Regions from separate parts of the Sus scrofa genome. Here region 2 is linked to region 1. Evidence: chromatin contacts called from public HiChIP or PLAC-seq data. All regions are on one chromosome and are shown on one strand. Each heading gives the region's core, a stretch centred on a gene start, on an enhancer-like site or on the middle of the called end of the contact. The rest is flanking DNA. Distances are from core to core; before and after follow the strand shown.

Evidence for each region. HiChIP or PLAC-seq counts read pairs in DNA pulled down with a chosen protein or histone mark.
Region 2: a contact with region 1 is called in an H3K27ac HiChIP or PLAC-seq map of alveolar macrophages. The contact joins two enhancer-like sites. A contact is called at or near these places in 1 of 47 Hi-C or Micro-C datasets (liver) and 1 of 2 datasets of contacts at active chromatin or transcription factors (alveolar macrophages).

The regions. Positions count from the first base shown.
Region 1 is chr4:14,241,546-14,247,779 of Sscrofa11.1, reverse strand. No RefSeq gene overlaps it. Among named protein-coding and RNA genes, the nearest start is that of TRIB1, 53 kb to the left of the region's middle. Within about 2 kb of position 2,784, at least 2 of the 83 cell types and tissues checked have an H3K27ac peak or open chromatin away from gene starts, as enhancers often do. A contact at or near this core is called in alveolar macrophages, where this site is marked.
Region 2 is chr4:14,384,927-14,391,160 of Sscrofa11.1, reverse strand. The region is part of intron 4 of NSMCE2 (E3 SUMO-protein ligase NSE2); the gene reads left to right. Among named protein-coding and RNA genes, the nearest start is that of TRIB1, 90 kb to the right of the region's middle. Within about 2 kb of position 3,845, at least 5 of the 83 cell types and tissues checked have an H3K27ac peak or open chromatin away from gene starts, as enhancers often do. A contact at or near this core is called in alveolar macrophages, where this site is marked.

The sequences.
Region 1 (6,234 bases), core at 1,535-4,034:
TCCCTTGCGGGGGGTGGGGGGATGGCGGTTAAAAAGCTTCTGTGATTGGGCCCCACTGAGAGCAGTTGAATATGATGTTTGGGGGTAAGACACCCCAGTGATTCTAATGTGGATCCCGAGTTGAGAGCCACTGGTTATAAAGGGCGAGTGAATCGAGAAAGCAGAGGCCCCTAACTCCTGAACCCTTCCTTTCCCTGCCTGGAGAGCCCATGGCCCGGAGTGATGGACTGCTGGCTTCCTCACCTTGGATGGTGGTCTCTGAGTGAGGCAGGTGGTCTAGAGGTTAAGGGCGTAGACCCTGAAGCCAGGTGGCCTGGGTTTGAATTTCAACCCTGCCTCTTTATTAGCTCTGTGACTGGGTTCAAATGACCACCTTGAGCCTGAGTTCCCCATTTGTAAACTGGGGCTCGTGAGAGTGTCTACTTCATGGAGCCGTGGAGATTGAATGAGTCGATGCACAGAAAGTCTGCAGAACAGGGCTTGGCACGCAGTCTATGTTGGCTCTGATTTGGGAGCAGGCCTGAGTCTCATTCACTCCAGGCCCTAGTGTTAGACTCCGGCAGCCCCAGCAGTGACCTGTTGGGTTAGATTAAAGAGACATCCATCTATAAAAGAGAGGCTGATAGTTCATATTTCTAGAGTTCCTCCCGTGAGCCTATGCCCCTTAAAGCTTGTTAGCTCATCAGCAGTTCTTAACCCTGACTGTGGACCGGAATTACTAGGAGACCTTTTGTAAATACAGATCTCAGCGGGGTTGGGAGGGTGGTGGCAATGGGTAACCCTTCCACCGCCCTGCCCCGAGTCATACTTCTTACTCAGCAGGTCTTGGGCAGGGCCCAGGAATTTGAGATTTGGTGGCATTTAAAGTTCAGCCAGGACCAAGAAAGGCTGCCCCCTGCCCTCGGTGTGACCCGAAGGGAACCTGTGGACTTACTTTTACATGCATGTCAGTCTGGGAGTCTGGATTTTTGATTCAGAACATATAACTTTGCCAAGTTATTTTCTAATGCTTTCCGTGGAGCCATGGATATTTTCCCCACCTTGTGGAAAACTGAAAAATGTTTTGCAGCAGCCCTATCAAGAGGTGAAATCTATTTTGTGAGTTCTTGAACCGGAGCTGGGTTTTGTGAGTTGCTTGGATCAGCAGAACATGATGGATGTGAGGGCCTGTGAGTTCTGAAGCCCAGGCCTCCAAGACGCTTCACTCCCTGGGATGCTGCCCTGAGACCCCCCATGTAAGGCAGCCGGTTTGCTGATTGCAGGATGGGAGGCCCTCATGGAGGAGAAGGCCAGTACCACCTTCCAGACTCATGACTGAGGCCATCTTGGAGCTTCTACTCCCAGTGACCATCCAACAGACCCAGACAAAACCAGCAGAGGAATTGTCTAGCTGACCAGCAGAAGTGTGAGAAGTTCAGTCATGGCTTTATTATTATTATCTTTTAAATTTTTCAGTCTTTTTAGGAAAGCACCTGCAGCATATGAAAGTTCCCAGGCTAGGGGTTGCATCGGAGCTGCAGCTGCCAGTTTACACCACAGCCACAGCCACGCCAGATCCGAGCTGCATCTGCCACGTATGCTGCTGATCCTTAACCGGCTGAGCGAGGCCAGGGATCAAACCCACATCCTGGGTTAAGGATCCGGTGTTGCCGTGAGCTGTGGTATAGGTCACAGACATGGCTCGGATCCTGTGTTGCTGGGGCTGTGGTGAAGGCCGGTGGCTATAGCTCTGATTAGACCTCTAGCCTGGGAACCTCCATATGCCACAGGTGTGGCCCTAAAAAGACAAAAGACAAAAAGAAATAAGGAAAGAAAGTCCTCATTAAAAAACAAACAAACAAACAAACAACCCACATCCTCATGGATACCTGTTGTGTTCTTAACCTGCCGAGCCACCGCGGGATCTCCATCACTGCTCTAAATCATGGTTTTGGGCTGATGTGTCGCATAGCGATAGATGCCTGAAATGTATCTTATCTACCCCTGTCAGTTCAGGATCTCTATCATCAGGAAAGGCCCCCAGAATAAGGGATCAAATTAAGAGACTGGAACCACATCTACTCCCCCAACCCCGTGGGGGTCGAACCTGGATTAGCTCAACAGGCTAAACGGCCCCAGAGGACCACATGGGGGCTACTGGGGCCAAGGTGATGCAGACCCCAGCTGGCCTGTTCACTCTTAGAAGCTTCATCGTTGGGTGGCCCGAGGCTCCAACTGTCCCCACCAGCCTCTGTCTGCACTGTAGCAAGAGCCGTTCTGTGGCCCCAGAGCCTTGGGAAACCCTGGCGCAATCACGAATGAGTTAAATGCTATCTGATCAGAAGCCAGAGGGCCTGTTTTCATTTTCAAAACTCTGTGTGTCAGTGACTCTAATGCAATGTCCAGCAATGTCTTGAGCAAGTGACCGGCAGGGGACATAGGATGCTATTTACTCAAGATAGCCCATCACGCAAAAGCAACTTGCCTAACCGGGTTTGTAAGCGATTGTTACGAGACCACCGTTGCAACAGGGATGGCCCTGGGTGATGGTCTCAGGAAGGGGCCGATCCCCCCGCCCCAGGCCAAATTTGGGGATATTCTCTTATTTTTGGAACGCTTGGGGCACTGGGTCCCTGGAAAAGAACAGAGAAAAAGGAGCGTTGGGAAATTGCACTCGGATGTGGAATGGTCCTTTAAGGATGGGTGCCCTGGGGAAGAAAGCTTCACGCCACCCTGGAGGGAGACAGCCCCTGGATCAGAGGAGGCTGGAGGATTGGCTGCCTTATGGATGGGGAGGATGATGTGGTCTGGCTCATAAGTCAGTTGCTGAGCAAGAACGTGATGCCTCAGGCTTTTGTAAGGGTTGGTTTGGGTGGTGAATCTATGGGGTTGGGATGGGGTTGGGGTGGGGTTGGGGTGTGTGGTCACTTTCCAGCCCCAAACCATGGTGACCAGGTGGCCACATCCCTGCCTACCCTCCAGGCTGGTCTTACAGGTCAATTGATTAAATCCTTCATCCTTTCTATCCTTTTCCTCTTGGCTAGAATCTGTTACTACTACCACCATCACTACTGCCCACCCCCTCATCTGAATAGCTGCTATGATTTAGCAGTACTTTCATCTGCTCTCTCAAATAATCCTCACAACCGCTCCAAGGGGTAGGCATTATTACACCCACTTCACAGCTGGGAAAATTGAGGCTCAGAGATGTTAACATCTGGTATAAGATTCTAGGACAGTGTGTCCCAGAGAAATGATAAATTGAGTCAGAAAATGGGATACACACAGATATGCAGGCATGGAAAAACAGACATACAGAAAGAGGTCCCCCAGCCCCCAGATACAGATGCATGACCCACAGTTACAAAGGCAAGGACAGAGACCCCGCCCCTGCCCCTGCCTTGGAGGTTTAGGGAGCGTACGCGGTTCTGAAGGTGTTCTGTGCGTTCTTGTGCGTGAAACCCAGATGTCACTGGGGAACATCCCATCCCATCCCATCAGATCCAGATGAAATTCCTTTAGTCACCTCCAAACCCCAATCCATCTCCTCCATTTTTTTCTGCTTGTGTGCATGCATGTGTGTGTGTGTGTGTGTGTGTGTGTGTGTACATAGGTCACTCTCTACACGTGGATGCTGGGTCACTGTGTAAGAAGTATTTCCAACCCCTGGCTGTGGTTAAGCAAAGTCTGACCCCTGCCATCAAGAGGTCCAGGCACCTCTGGGTCTACCTCTCCAGCCTCTTTGGGTTCTGCCTCCCTTTCTCCAATTTCTGATCCCTGTCTTCTCCCCTCACCCTCATCTCCTTATTGCCTTGCTCACTCCCAAGCCTTTTTTTTTCCTTTCTTTCTTTTTTTTTTTTTTTTTTTTTTTTGGCTTTTTAGTGCTGCAATCGCAGCATATGGAAATTCCCAGGCTAGGGGTCGAATTGGAGCTCTAGCCGCCAGCCTACACCACAGCCACAGCCATACAAGGTCTGAGCCGCATCTGCGACCTACACCACAGCTCATGGCAAAGCTGGATCCTTAACTCACTGAGCGAGGCCAGGGATCAAACCCACATGGTCATGGATACTAGTTGGGTTTGTTACTGTTGAGCCACACGGGAACCCCTCACTCCCAAGTCTTATCATGTCTAAAGCAAAACTTTTCCCTCCTACGGGTCACCTCCCGCTGCCCCATGCCCCCTCCAAATCACCCTGCCTCCCAAGTACCTATCAAAGTATTTACAATCCCCCCACACCCTAAACAAAAGCAGCTCTCTCCAGAGGAATCCTGCTGGAAGCTTTCATTTAAGCACCTTTTCTGTCTTTAATCCATGGATTGAGATTAAAACTGGGCAGGAGCTTTTAACCTGGAGTCTCCAACTCCCCAGCTATTTGCTTAGCTCAGCTTTCAGGAGGGTGAAGCAGGTGCCCTGGAGAGGTGAGATCTTTCTGCCACGAAATGCCAGTCCCCAGTCTCCTGGCCCAAGTGTCTTCAGGCTCTAGGTGTCCTTCTCAGCCTTTTATACAATCTCAGTGAATTTTCAAAACAGTCTTATGAGGAGTTCCCGTCTTGGCGCAGCAGAAAGGAATCAGTCTAGGAAGTATGATGTTTCAGGTTTGATCCCTGGCCTTGCTCAGTGGATTAAGGATCCGGCGTTGCCGTGAGCTGTGGTGTAAAGTCGCAGATGTGGCTCGGATCTGGTGTTGCTGTGGCTCTGGTGTGGCCAGCAGCAACAAATCCAATTTGACCCCTAGCCTGGGAACCTCCATATGCCGCAGGAGTGGCCCTAAAGAAAAAAAAGACAAAAGACCAAAAAAAAAAAAAAAAATCTTACGAGGTAGGTGCGATTATAATCTGGATTTTACAAATGATGCCAGCAAGGCAAAGAAGTTAGGAACTTGCCCAAGATCATGCAACTCAGAAGCCATGGCGCTGGGGTGCTGCCCTAGATCTGTCCTTGGTCCCCAGCCCCTCTCCTCCGGGCTTTCTGTGCCCCCAAGCCAGTTCTCCATCAGCGAAGGGAGCTGCAGGTGGGGTAACAAAATTGCGCTGTAGAGGGTTAGAGGCTCAGGGTCTGGATCTGAAGGGCTGGGCTGTCGAGGGCTGAGATGCTGTGCTCAGGTAGGTCTGTCATCAACGTCCCACCATCCCACCCCGAGGGCAGCAGCAGATCCAGGGCCTTTGAAAGAAGGGGGCTGCGTCTGTGTGCCTGGACTCTTCCTCGGCGCTCCCATTCCTCCACCCCCCACGGAAGTGAGCGAGCCAGCCGCTCAGCCGCTTCAAAGCCCTGGGTGACTGCGGGTGCTCACTCCTGATGAGGGATGTTCCCCGAGAGTCCCTCTCGGCCCCTGGAGGCGTTGCCCAACCCCGTGTTTGTCAAACCATCGACGTGCTCCAGGGTTTTGAAATCAAGTTCTTAAACAGAAGGCTTTTTGTGTGTGCGGTGGTGGTGTTTTCTCTTTTTGTTTTTTCCCAAAGCGGAGGATTTCTTTGCCCTGGGGCGGGAGGAGTGCAGGACCTAGGATGGATAACGAGATTTGTCCTAACTCGGGACATAGAAACGAGACTGGAAGGTCTATCGACCTTTGGGAGTTCTCTTCCCCAAATAACTGCTTGATGGAGGAGGTGATAAAGCGTGGGGGGGGGAAGGTGAGGGACGAGGGGATGGCTGCAGGGTGAACGATGGGAGGGGTGTGGGGGGAGCAGATGATGGAATGAATAGCCTTTCAGCCCCTTGTGGAGGAAAGTTTGTGGCTTAAGGCTGTGCCAGGGTGGGGGTGCTGGGGTTAGGTGGGCAGTTTGGTGTATTGGGGGAAGTGGGGGAGCAAATATATGGATTACTAGCACTAAGAGATGGTGCTGGAGTGGGGCTTGGGGCATGGATGTGTGTTGGCTGTATTTTTTTTTTTTTTTTTTTAGGGCCACACCTGTAGCATATGGACCTTCCCAGGCTAGGGGTCAAACCAGAGCTGCAGTTACCCGCCTACACCACAGCCACAGCAACACCAGATCCTTAACCCACAGAGCGGGGTCAGGGATCAAACCCATGTCCTCATGGATCCTGGTGGGTTTGTTACCACTGAGCCACAACGGGAACTCCTGGATGTGGGTTGGTTGGAGTGTTGGATTGTGGCTTGAATAACGCATTAAGAGTAACAGAAGACTAAGGCAAAGTGGCTTAAAGAATGAGGGGACTCTTTTTCTCACAAAACAAGAAGTCTGGGAGTTCCCTTCGTGGCTCAGCGGAAACGAATCTGACTAGCATCCATG
Region 2 (6,234 bases), core at 2,596-5,095, 140 kb before region 1:
CCTGAAGCAGCTGGCCCACACCGGAACCACAGCAGCTCGGGATCCAAGCCACGTCTGCAACCTACACCACAGCTCATGGCAATGCCGGATTCTTAACCCACTTAGCGAGGCCAGGGATGGAACCCGTGACTTTATGGTTCCTAGTCAGATTCGTTAACCACTGAGCCATGATGGGAACTCCTAGGTTTGTTTCTAATAATTGTTTTCCTTGTGGGTCTGATACCCTGCTGGGCTTGAGAGCCACTGCTCAAGGCCATGTTCCAGATAAGGAAGGTCAGGCCCTAGCTGGCCGCCTCCAAGATCACACACATGGCTGATGGCAGAGGCCTGCCTGGAACTCAGGTCTCCCTCCCAGTCGGTCCAGGGTTTTTCCGCTCCTCCCTTGGGCCCCTGGGTCCACTGTTGACTCAGGAGAAGCAGACGGGCCAGAGCTGTCGTGTCTGTACTTTCTCATCTGTGTGACAGAGATAAAAACTCCTGACCTTCCAGGGCCTTGGTGAGGCTGAATTAGCAAAAGGGGACTCAGTGCACCCCGTTCTTCCCTCACAGACTGAAAGGGCACTAAATTAAGCCATTTTGCAAAGAGGTCTGAGTCATCTCATGGCAGCTGTCTATGGCTCGCTAGAGGTGCTCTGATCATTGTCATCTGAATGCATGCGTTACGTCCTCTCTATGGCACAGTGCTCCAGGCTGTGCTACGAGGGTCACCCGGAGTATGGTCTCTGCCCTTGAGAACAATGCTGAGGCTATGGGACGTAAAGGTTACTCACACAGCAGCAGAACAACACTGACAGGCAGACGGGCCAGGGCATCCGAGTAGAGTGAATCCAGAAAACTAATTGTCCAGCCTAGAGGGAGCTCGGAGACACCCGGCCTGCCTCCCTGGCTCAGAGAAGTGAGGTGTCTTAGCCCAGATCACATAGCATGTTGGGCTCGAATGGCCTGATCTGAACAGCGGTCTTTCCACCTCCCCAGGCTAGAGCAAAAATTGTTTTTCTCAAGGGTTCGAAGGTAACAGGGTCCATGGTGTTTAATCAGGAAGGGTTGGGAGTTGACCTTTCAAGGCCATCTGGAGATGGGAGAGCTCAGGAGATGGTGGCATCGGAGACAGTGGGCAGAGTGTGTGTGAGAAGGATTGGGCCCACAAGGCTTATGAACTATCTTGAAACAACCTAGAAGGAAGTCTTGAAGCAGTGGTTGAGGTTCTTGGGCATGTTTTGTACCAGAGGGAAGTCACGACGGGCCCCAAATGGGAGGTCAAACACTCAAAATGCCTGCCCGTCAAAGGACTGAGATGGGGCGGGATGGAGGGCCTGGGTGGCGGGAAGCACCTCTGGAAGTTTAAGGAAAATCCCCCCCCTCCCCCACCCCTTTCTTGATGGCTGTCACATGCCAACCCCATAGTTAGCATTTTACCCAAAATGTTTTTATCCTCAGAGCAGCCCTACCACACAGGTGTTGTTTTCCTATCTGCAGATGAGGAAACAAACTCAGGAAGATTGGGTAACTCGCTCAAAAACACAGAGGAGCTGAGGGAGGCAGGATTCAGGTTCGTGCTGCCTCCTCCCATGAGACCTCCCGGAGAATAGTGGGAGGCAAGTTGTAGCTAGCCTGCCAGGACGTAATGAAAATTGTCCATTTTTGTCTATAAACCAAGAAAGGAGCCATGGGGGAGATGTTACACAGGCTGAGTCGGGGGAGCGCCAGCACCCGCTCTTGCAGGAGTCTGAATTTATGGTCAGGAACGGACACGTGGAACTAGAGGTTACATATTTGGCAGATCATTGATGTGGGATGTGATCCAATGAGATAGAGGAGAGGAAGGCCTCCCAGAAGATAAGCATGTGTCATATAAAAGAAGAGTTACTGATGATTTAGGCTGTTGGAGATTGAGAACTAGACATTGCTCAGCTAAAGGGGAAAGTTCACAGTGGATATGTTGGTTGCTGTATCCTCTAAACAGATAACATAGTGGCATTGGCTGAGCTAGATCCTCAGAAAATGTCATTTATGGCCCTGTGTACCTATGGCGCTGTCCTAAAACGCTGCAGCAAGGAAGTGAAGAGTCAGGACTGGGAATATGACAAACTCGGAGAGGCCATATAGTATCACACAGCACCTTGTGACAGAGGTGGAAGAACAGGGAAAGTTAAGCCCTGGCAGGACCCTGGTGCCAACAAGAAGGGATCACTGAAGGGGGTTTAGAGACGATATAAAGATGGAGCTGGGAGTTCCCGTCGTGGCTCAGTGGTTAACGAATTCGACTAGGAGCCATGAGGTTGCAGGTTCGATCCCTGGCCTTGCTCTGTGGGTTAAGGATCTGGTGTTGCCGTGAACTGTGGTGTAAGTTGCAGACGCGGCTTGGATCCCACGTTGCTGTGGCTCTGGTGTAGGCTGGCAGCTACAGCTCCGATTCAACTCCTAGCCTGGGAACCTCCATATGCCAAGGCAGCAGCCCAAGAAATGGCAAAAAGACCAAAAAAAAAAAAAAAAAAAAGATGGAGCAGAAGACAAAAGCAAACTCAGCCGGTCTCCTGGAATCCAAGGGGGAGAAAAAAAGGACCTGATGAGTGCTTTATTATGTGCTGAGTACATTAAATAATGAATTTACTCAAATTAAATGAGGTATTCAGTTACATTCTCATTCCTTACAACAGTCCTGCCAGCTGAGTATTGTCCCATTTTACAGCGGAGGAAACTCTGAGAGGTGGTGCCTTTCCTGATATCAGACAGCTCAGGAGGCAGGATCCACCCTGATCCGACCCTGAACCCCTTGTTCCTCCCTCAGTCAGAAGTCGGGTGGGGTGGGAGGGGGGACCGGTTATGTGCAGAGTTGGAAGCTGTGAAAGGTTGACAAGGATGAGACTGGGTCAGAGAAGTGACGAGGATGCTGGTGGTCTTGCTGAGTGAAGCAGCTGCAGAGCAGAGATGGGAGACGTTGACCACAGGGACGTTCACACGGTCAGGTTCATGGTTCATTTGCCGTGTGTGGCATTTTGCTGTCTGGAACATGGAAGAGTAAATATTAGCTGCATCTCACTTGCTCTTTTGGAGAATGTGAGTTCCTGGTTTGAAAATTCTTTGCAAGCCGCATTTCAGTCTACTTGGGGATAGATGGGGCGTCCAGACTGATGCCTCTTCCAATAATAGTTCCAAGAAAAATATTGGCTCCAATGTGTGGTTTTCCATATTTTGAAACTGATGGTCCCGTTGGCAACACAGACATTCACAGCAGCAAGACATCTGGAAGGTGTGAGAAACCCCTCCCCAGATTTACACAATGGTTTGGCCACCTGTGTTCAGTAATGTCCCCAGATCTGACCTGCTGGCCCTTTGCAATGACAGATGGGCTAATGTTCATGAGAGTATGAGTTTGGGAAAATGGAGTTAGTGTATATGAGGATTTTGTAATCTTGAAGTATGAAAAAAAAAAGGACAAATATTTTGCTTTCAAAGCACCTCATTGTCTGGGGCACAGTAAGAAGTCTGGGAAAATGTATTTCAGCCACTGATTCAATTTCTGTTATTGGTGCCGACTTACAGCCCTCCTCCCCCTCTAAGTACATGACAGATCTGAGCATAATTCTTTGTAGTCCATTGACTCTTGTAAAGTAATGCTGTGATTAAAAGCTTTCCTGAATACAGTTTTCAAAATGTTGGTAATAACCACATTGCCTCTACCTGCTATGTTTGGGTAACCATCGCTCTTGCTCAATTTATACTTAATATTGGTCATAGTGAAACATGTTTTCATCACTTGAAATCCAATTTTATTTGCTGAGTTACTAATGGCCACTTCAATTTCTGTAATGTAAATTCAGATGTTGTGCAAGTTTAGTTTGCAAATAGGTTGACTCATGAAGGCAACAAGTTTGCCTTGAGATCAGTACCAAAAGTCATTCGAGCTGACTACCTAAATATTCCTGAACATATTTGTTGCTTTTTAAGATAGTAGTGAACTTTGGCTGTGATTGCAAGGATAAAGGATTTGAAACTGGAATGGTTTTTGAGACTGTAGCATCTCCCCTCCTTCCTAGTCTCGTTCCTTTATTTTTCATGTTGGAAAAAGAACAAGGTCAAGAACAATAGCTGAAGTGGCCTGACCTCCCAAGGGGCAGGACCCAGAACTTTCAGTCATTCTTGTTCACTATCCACCAAAGTACTGTTTCTTCTAATTGGCAAACAGCTGGCTTGAAGGCACTGTGTTTTTCTCCCCTAGATGTTGGCTGGGGAGAAGAGTGGAAACTGCCTTTTCCATAAGAGCTCTTGAAAATATTTCTCGTACAAGGAGATCAGCAGAATACGAAAGTTGCTTCCTGCCAAATGCCCCCAAATCCCTTCTGCTTGAATTTTCTTCTCACTTTTCTTTTGAAAAGCCATGTTCCCTTTGCACTCAGGAATGGCACGTCTTATTTGTTCTAATGGCAGTATACAAACCTCTTTTGCATCAAGATTCCCAAGCGGAGTGAACAAAACCCATGGTCCTTTTCTGAATTTCATTCGTAATGGTAACAGACACTTCATCAGACCCTCAGAAGCAATACAGAGAAGAAAAGAAAAATCAAGCAAGCAATTACGTAGTTAACAGAGTACAAGATGAAAGCCTGAATGGAGTTCCTGTTGTGGTGCAGGGGTTAACAAATCCAACTAGGAACCATGAGGTTGCAGGTTCGACCCCTGGCCTTGCTCAGTGGGTTAAGGATCCGGCGTTGCCATGACCTGTGGTGTAGGTTGCAGACGCAGCTCAGATCCTGCATTGCTGTGTCTCTGGCGTAGGCCAGTGGCTACAGCTCCAACTCGACCCCTAGCCTGGGAACCTCCATATGCCGCAGGAATGGCCCTAGAAATGGCAAAAAGACCAAAAAAAAGATAAAGGCCTGCATTATAAAATCCTGAGTGTTGTAAACTCTACCTTTGAATCTGCCTGCAGGCTGTCTATCCTTTCAAAATATATTGCATGCTGTCTGAAATAGGATTTGAGATGAAATTTATTACAGGAATAATACATATAGTATGGATGGTGAAATTGAATGTTTATGGAAAGGGTTTTTTGATAAGGACTGAATCAGGCAACCTCAACGCTGAAGAAGACATCTTTCGATCTGAAATCAGACCAAAGGTTTTTCAGAGAGTCTCTGAAAATGTATTTATAGCTTTAGTCCTAAATTTACAATTGACCTGAAGGGCAAAGATGAGCAGACAGGCTGGGGAGAAAACAGACTACCTCATCGCAAGATGTAACTTATCCTGAGAAATCTTGTCCAAAATGTTATGTGTTGATAATTCACACATGGAGAGGAAAATTTTCAGCAAGGGCCCTGAAGCCTTGCGTCTGTGGAAGAGTCACTGCTTGGCAGTATCTGGTGTCATCCAGATCTGCCTCATGTCCCATCCTCTCCCAGCTTCCTCTCCCTCAGCACCCCGGAGCCACATGCACCTGCATCTCTTGCCTGTGGCCTTGCACCCTGTCTGGAATCCCCTTTCTCCTCTGAAGCCATGACTGGAGCTCATAGAACTCATCCCACTGTGTTTTAATGGCGCTCTCTCCCCTGACACGAGCAGTGAGTCCATTAGGTCAGGGGCTCTCCTTGGTCTTACTAATCGTGGTGAACCCAGAACCACCATAATGACAGGCCCTCAGTTCATGGTGAGCAGTGGGCGGGTGGAAAGGGCAGAAGCAAGAAGACAGGCTCCTGGGCAGCTTACATTTTAGGAGGTATTTTAAAAATAATGATCCTGGGGAAATATCAAGTAATATCAGAAAATCTGACTTTGAGGTACTTGTATTGGGAGTTCCCCCTGGCTCAGTGGTAACAAACCTGACTAGTATTCATGAGGATGCAAGTTCGATCCCTGGCCTCGCCCAGTGGATTAAGGATCGGGAGTTGCCGTAAGCTGTGGTGTGGGTCATAGAAGTGGCTCAGATCCCATGTTGCTGTGGCTGTGGCGTAGGCTGGAAGCTACAGCTCCGATTTGATCCCCGTGGGAACTTCCATATGCTGCAGGTGCAGCCCTAAAAAGCAAAAAAAGCAAAAAAAAAAAAAAAAGAAAAAGAAAAGAAAAAAGCCCGTATTGATTTATTTATTGTAATGATCGTAATAAGGTATTTGTACCCACTTCCGGAGTTGCTGCTCTTCAGCTGTCCGCTGAGGTTGATGGGATGTCAGGCATTGCCTTCTCTCATGTTTTTACCTTTGCTTATCCTACCTTTTACTCAGGATTCTTCCTAGCATC